Linked DNA regions of Mus musculus: region 1 is linked to region 2. The links are chromatin contacts, called in public HiChIP or PLAC-seq maps. All regions are on one chromosome and are shown on one strand. Each heading gives the region's core, a stretch centred on a gene start, on an enhancer-like site or on the middle of the called end of the contact. The rest is flanking DNA. Distances are from core to core; before and after follow the strand shown.

Region 1 (2,785 bases), core at 35-2,534, 54 kb before region 2:
GGTTAGTGCTCTTAAGAATGTGGCTAGAACCACGGTTCGGTGGGTAGAGCGCTATGCCACAGAGAATAAGGACATGATTTCAGAGTTCACAAGTGGAATGAATCAGTGGATATAGGATGTGCAAGTGAAGGAGCCTTCTTTCCTTGGTGTTTGGCTGTTGTAGGTTCACCTGGGTGTTTGTTAACGTGGACCCTAGAGTGATGGCCCCCTAACTACAAGTTTCCAGGGAACGTATCAGAGTTAGCAACTCCTCTCTCTCTTACTTTAGTATAGCCCTGCCCTAGCTCAGCATAGCTCATGTCTCAGTTAGTGCTGAACCGAGTGCCACTAAACGTTAAGCTCCTTGCTATGGCAGGATGGGTAATGGTAAGAGGAGACAATTCCTCCCTGGGGTGCCTGGAAAACGTCGAAGTCTGCTCTGGGTCTCTGAAGCTGGTCTAGTCTGTGCTTACATATGATGGCCTAAGTTGGCCTTACCTCCATTCATTGTTCCCAGTCCTGTCCCCCTGATGGTCTACAGAGAGGCAGGGCCAATCTGGATGTCTAGATTGATAGATGAGAACATGGTGGTCTAGGGAGCCAGTGACTTTCCAAGTGACTCTGGGCATTCTTTTTTTGTGGCAATGAATTCTCTGTCTAAAATGGTTCTAAGACACAGGACCAGAGACTCGTGCAGGAGAGAGTGTGGGGCCATGTCCTGAGTGACAGCCAGGTGACAATCATTTCTAAGACCACATTCTGCTCCTTCCTCAGGGTGCCACCAGCCTGTTTCAGGTCCTCCCTGTATCTTCTCTCCTCCTTTGGAACCTGGTCTCCAGTCTTGCTCTGAAGTGAACTTGCTCTATAAGTTCTAACAAGAACTATTATGCTCAAACTTCTTGTGGCTTTAGGAGATACAAATCTGTGGTAACGCTTCAAATTAAGTGTCGTGAATGAATAATTACTTTCTGAATCAGAGGCGTTCCATTGAATGGGGATCATTATTGTGTGTTAATTAAAATCCCACTGATTATTAAAATTATATTTTGGGGTTTTAATAACTCTATAAGGGACATGCAGATAAAGCTGAGAGATAGGCATTGGTATGGGCTCTTGTTAAACCTCAATAAATACTGGTGTTAATTCAAACATGTACTCATTGATTCATGAAACTAAGATGGGATTTTTACTTGAAACAGACATGGATGTTGTAATCGGCCCGTGTTTCTTTGGAGTCTGAATGCAGAGATTTTTTGATCTGTGTAAAGTCTGAGCTTGGGGCGAACTTCCTCAGGGTGCTGTGTGGTGGGGGAGAGCTGAAGAGCGTGGTTTGGATGACTCAGTAGGCTTCTGCCCAATACCTTCTGGGCTTTTCCAAAGACAAGAAAGCCGGAGTTTGGAATCCTCTCAGAATCTGATTAGCATTGGATCGGAGAGCCTGCGCTCACATGGGCAGGAATTCCAGGCCCTTTATTACTCTCTGTAGGCCTTACCTTTGAGAACATCCTATCTTCCTGTTGCTCTGAGTCTGACTGGGTATGTCTAGACCATGTTGAGTAATCTGTTCCTACAGAGTCTCCATTCTGCTGATGGCATGGATGGTTTAACCCCCTAGGCTGCCTTCATCTTCCCTTGCTCCAGTGGCCAGTGGAGGTGGCATCTAGACACTGGCATTGCTTAACACAGAAACAGTTGTATAGCTCGTCTAGCCTGCCCTTCCCCAAGTGATGTCCAGGTGGTCCCAACTTCTTGCTTCTGGAAGTTGAGCCATCTGAAACTTCTCAGAATCTTAGAAATGATTTTTCTAAGGATGGAGTGGTGTCCTGGGAACTGGATGGAGAAGCAGCATCACCCAGCTGGGCAGAGCCAAGCCAGTGCCAAGGGCTTTTTTTTTCTGTTTGAGAAGTTCATGCATTCATGTTTTGATCAGCTCCACTCCTCTTTTGTTTCTCCTCATTTCCTCCTCTCTCTCCGACTCTGCTTCTCTTTCCCAATCTCCTGTGCTTAGATTTTGAAAACCCCACTGAGTCTACTTCATGTTTCCTGTATGTGTGTGGGTGTGGATCCGTACGCAGGATAGTGGGCAGACATCCATGGGCACAAGTCTCTCAAGGGCCTCTGTTCTAATCATCAATAAAACCTTCTCTGATGGGTCAATAGTGCCCCATATTCTGTGTGGAGGGTATGGCCTTGGGGACTGGTAGAGCTGGAGACATCAGACTTAGGACCAGAAGTGATAGATGATGTTCAGGTGGGGGTTGGGGGCTGGATGTGAGCTGGGATATGTGTTGGGAAGAAGACCTTGGTGGGTGGTCTAGGCTGGAGAAAGGCTGGTTAGGACCCTTGATGACTAGTGTTTGTTATCAGTGTAACCAACAGTAGAGTCATCTGGTAGTCAGGCCTTTGGTCATGGCTATGGAGGTGATCTCGACTGTGTTGTGCTGAGAAGACCTGCCCACTGTGGGTGGCACCATTCCCTAGGTGGAATCTTGGGCTGTGTAAGTAGAGAGGGAATTGGATAGCAGTGGACTCACCGCCCTCTGCTTCATGATTTTGGATGCCACACGACTAGTTGCTTCAGGATCTTCCTACCACACAGCCTGACTCATATCCCACTTCCCATGATGCACATGAGCTGTGGCGTCACAGACCATCTGCCCTTAAAGAAGCAATCTGGGAGTCTGAGGCACACACTCACAGGGCTAGCTTGCCATCAGAGTCTGAAGACAGGCCTTTGTTGGAAAGATACATGTCTCCATGCTTCTCCGGATGTGGTTCCGCTCTGAGTCTTTCAGATTGGTGGTTT
Region 2 (2,754 bases), core at 112-2,611:
CCGGGCATGCCTAAGGATTCTGGAGACCACCCATGAGGGAGAGGGTAGGTCAGAGCTGTGGAAGAGTTTCAGTGGGGCATAGGAGGAGACTCTAACAGTGCCTATTGTTGTTGCTGCTGTTGTTGTTGTCAGGGCTTTGGGGCCCTGGTGCATCCAGGAGACAATTCACACACCTCACAATGTAAGGGATGTGTTGTGGTCCAGGAGAGCTTTGGAGGAAGATTGTCTAGGGACTGTGATGGTGGCAGGGCAGGGGACTGAGGAGGTCTGGCTCTGGGTGGTTGACTTTGTAGGGTGAGGCACAGGGGCATAGGATGCCTAGGGATTATCGGTAACTGGGGTAGGGATATTGATGCTACCATTGACTCTGTGCGTCAGAGAAAACCCAGGAGGCTACTGGCGACACCAACAGAGGCCTGGTCTGGCAAGGAGGATAAGGACCTTAGAGAAGAGCCCACAGGGTTAGCCTCCTCCTTCTGTTTAACCTCCTGGCCATGATGACACCAGGAGGGCCTGCTGCAGTCCCTGGTATCCCTCCTCCAGGCCTGCCCCACACAGATCCATCTCTGCTTCCAGTTCAGCGCCTACAGGGAAGAGAAAGGGAAGGCCAGGGACAAAGCCTTCACTTGGCTCCAGCCTCTGCCCTCAAGGTCATCAGGTGGCCGCTCCCCTAGTGGGAAGGGAGATGATGCAACCGGAGGCAATGCTGGGCCCCCGGGGCAGCAGAGGGCACTTTGTCAGGTGCCCTTGAAATAGGAGCCACTGGCCCGGCTGCCATCTGCTTTGCCATCTCGAGGGATCTGGGAGGCCCTGTTATTGCAGAATGACAAGTGATCATATTTGTTCTCCTGAGAGAGGGCTGACATCTTCGGGGCTGGAGGCAAGGGCTTCTGACCCTGTTCTGCAGGTTTCCATAGACCTGGGAGGGACTTCAGTTTGATGGCTTTCTCCCCTCCCTCCCTCCCTTCCTTCCTTTCTTCCTTTCTTCTTTGATTCCTTTTCTCCCTCATTCACTGGCATAGCAGCCAACCCCACCCAATGTTGTACTAGGGCCAGGTCCTGTGTTCCTGCTGGGATGGGCAGGAGACAGTAAGCACAGCCAGGGCTACCCAGAAAGTCCAGCTGTGCTCTGAGTAAGGTGTGCAGATCTGGGGGAAGGGTCCATCTGTGTTTCCTTCCTGGTAAACGGAGCTGCCGGTGCTTTAGTGTGAGGGGGTCTTGAAGGCAGAGAGAGAGAGGTATCAATCACTGCCAGTTCTTTCCATCTTCCTATTTCCAATCAAGAAAGGACTTAGGGATAAGTCAAAGCAGGGCATCAGAGGAAGTTCATCACGGGGTGGGCGCTCACTCAGCCGGCAGTGTGGGTTTCTGGTGTTGCACTGTGAGGATCTCTGCCAGCTTGTTTTATGGGCAGACTAATGAAGGGGGGGATTATTCACAGTTAAGGGGAAGGATTCTATGAGCAGATCAAACATTATTATTTCCTTCTCTTCCCTGTCATACGGAGTTTTCCAGATGTGTCATAACTCCTGATGCATGATGGGAGCAGGCAGCTTTGCAAGGGTGACAATTTGGAGGTGTTGACACAACGAAGCTAAGGACAGTCAGTGGTTGGACCAGCCACGTTAGTCCCAGCAGGTTGGGGTGGCCTATGTCTGAACTCTTGGAGTAGTCACATGGTACGCTGCTAGGGACTGGTCTCCAACGTTGCATCAGCCTCTGGTCTCCAAGTAATCTGCCTTCCCTTTGCGCCTATCTAGCCAGGAGGAAGGCTTTGGAGGACTTAGGTGGCCACGATGGATGGGCACCCTAGCAGTGTCTGATGTGCTCATGTTCAGCAGAGGGCCAGATGCCTGACTCAGTACTGGCTGCACCACCTGGGAAGCCCCATGAGGGAGGAATAATGGAGGAGTGGTGATAGAGTAGACACGTTCTCACTGCCTAGGAAAACCAGCTATATGATTGTAGCTGCTATAGACCACTAAGCTAGAACCTTCTAGAATCTAGAGAGGAGAGGCAGAGCTTAAGGGTGGATAGTATGAAGCATCTCCTTAAATACCTGACTAAAGAATAGCCCACTGCTTCCCAGTTCTGACAGAAAGCAGGATGGACCCCAGGGCTTTGGGCGAGCATCTTACCACTGAGCCACACCCCTCAGCTCTTCTCATCATCATCTTCCAAAGCAAAGGTCTTCCTTGGAAGGGTTCATACCTAGAGACTTAGCCTGAAAATTGCTGGTCAGCATTTTCACCACAGCTGAGGCCAGAGAGCAGGAAAAAAAAAAAGACGGGGGTAGATAGATCCCTTGGTGGGCAGCTCTGGAATCCAAGGTCTTAGGAGAAAGCCCTGGCTGTCCTAGCCACTCTGTCCATGGCAATACATAGAAGTCATTCACTTCTCTGAAAGTGGACCAGTTCCCTCTTGTGTAAGCTACAGCAGCTGTGCCCCCCACCCACAGCAGTTGGGGGGTCCAAGGAAGATGTGACCCAAGAGTGTCTTTGTCAGCTCCAAAGTCTGTCTAAATCCTGGCTGTTATGAGAGGTGTTTGTAAATCTACTAAGTGCCTAATGATTGTAGACTATTATTATTATTATTATCATTATTATTACTGCTGCCATGTTACAATTTCATCCCCCGGGCTGTTCTGCTTTCTGCAAAACTATATGGCACCACCCGCTGCAGCCAGCAGTAATTATCCAGAGGCTTGTAACCACAGTGAATTCTTTGCTCTCTCCAGTGAAATACCAGACCCAG

The links. HiChIP or PLAC-seq counts read pairs in DNA pulled down with a chosen protein or histone mark.
Region 1: a contact with region 2 is called in an H3K4me3 HiChIP or PLAC-seq map of the SCID.adh cell line, with 11 read pairs. The contact joins two enhancer-like sites. A contact is called at or near these places in 6 of 484 Hi-C or Micro-C datasets (the N1E-115 cell line, Th1 cells, memory CD8 T cells and 3 more) and 1 of 115 datasets of contacts at active chromatin or transcription factors (the SCID.adh cell line).

The regions. Positions count from the first base shown.
Region 1 is chr12:107,762,875-107,765,659 of GRCm38.p6, reverse strand. No RefSeq gene overlaps it. Among named protein-coding and RNA genes, the nearest start is that of 4930465M20Rik, 29 kb to the right of the region's middle. Within about 2 kb of position 1,284, at least 7 of the 459 cell types and tissues checked have an H3K27ac peak or open chromatin away from gene starts, as enhancers often do. A contact at or near this core is called in the SCID.adh cell line, where this site is marked.
Region 2 is chr12:107,709,143-107,711,896 of GRCm38.p6, reverse strand. No RefSeq gene overlaps it. Among named protein-coding and RNA genes, the nearest start is that of 4930465M20Rik, 25 kb to the left of the region's middle. Within about 2 kb of position 1,361, at least 8 of the 459 cell types and tissues checked have an H3K27ac peak or open chromatin away from gene starts, as enhancers often do. A contact at or near this core is called in the SCID.adh cell line, where this site is marked.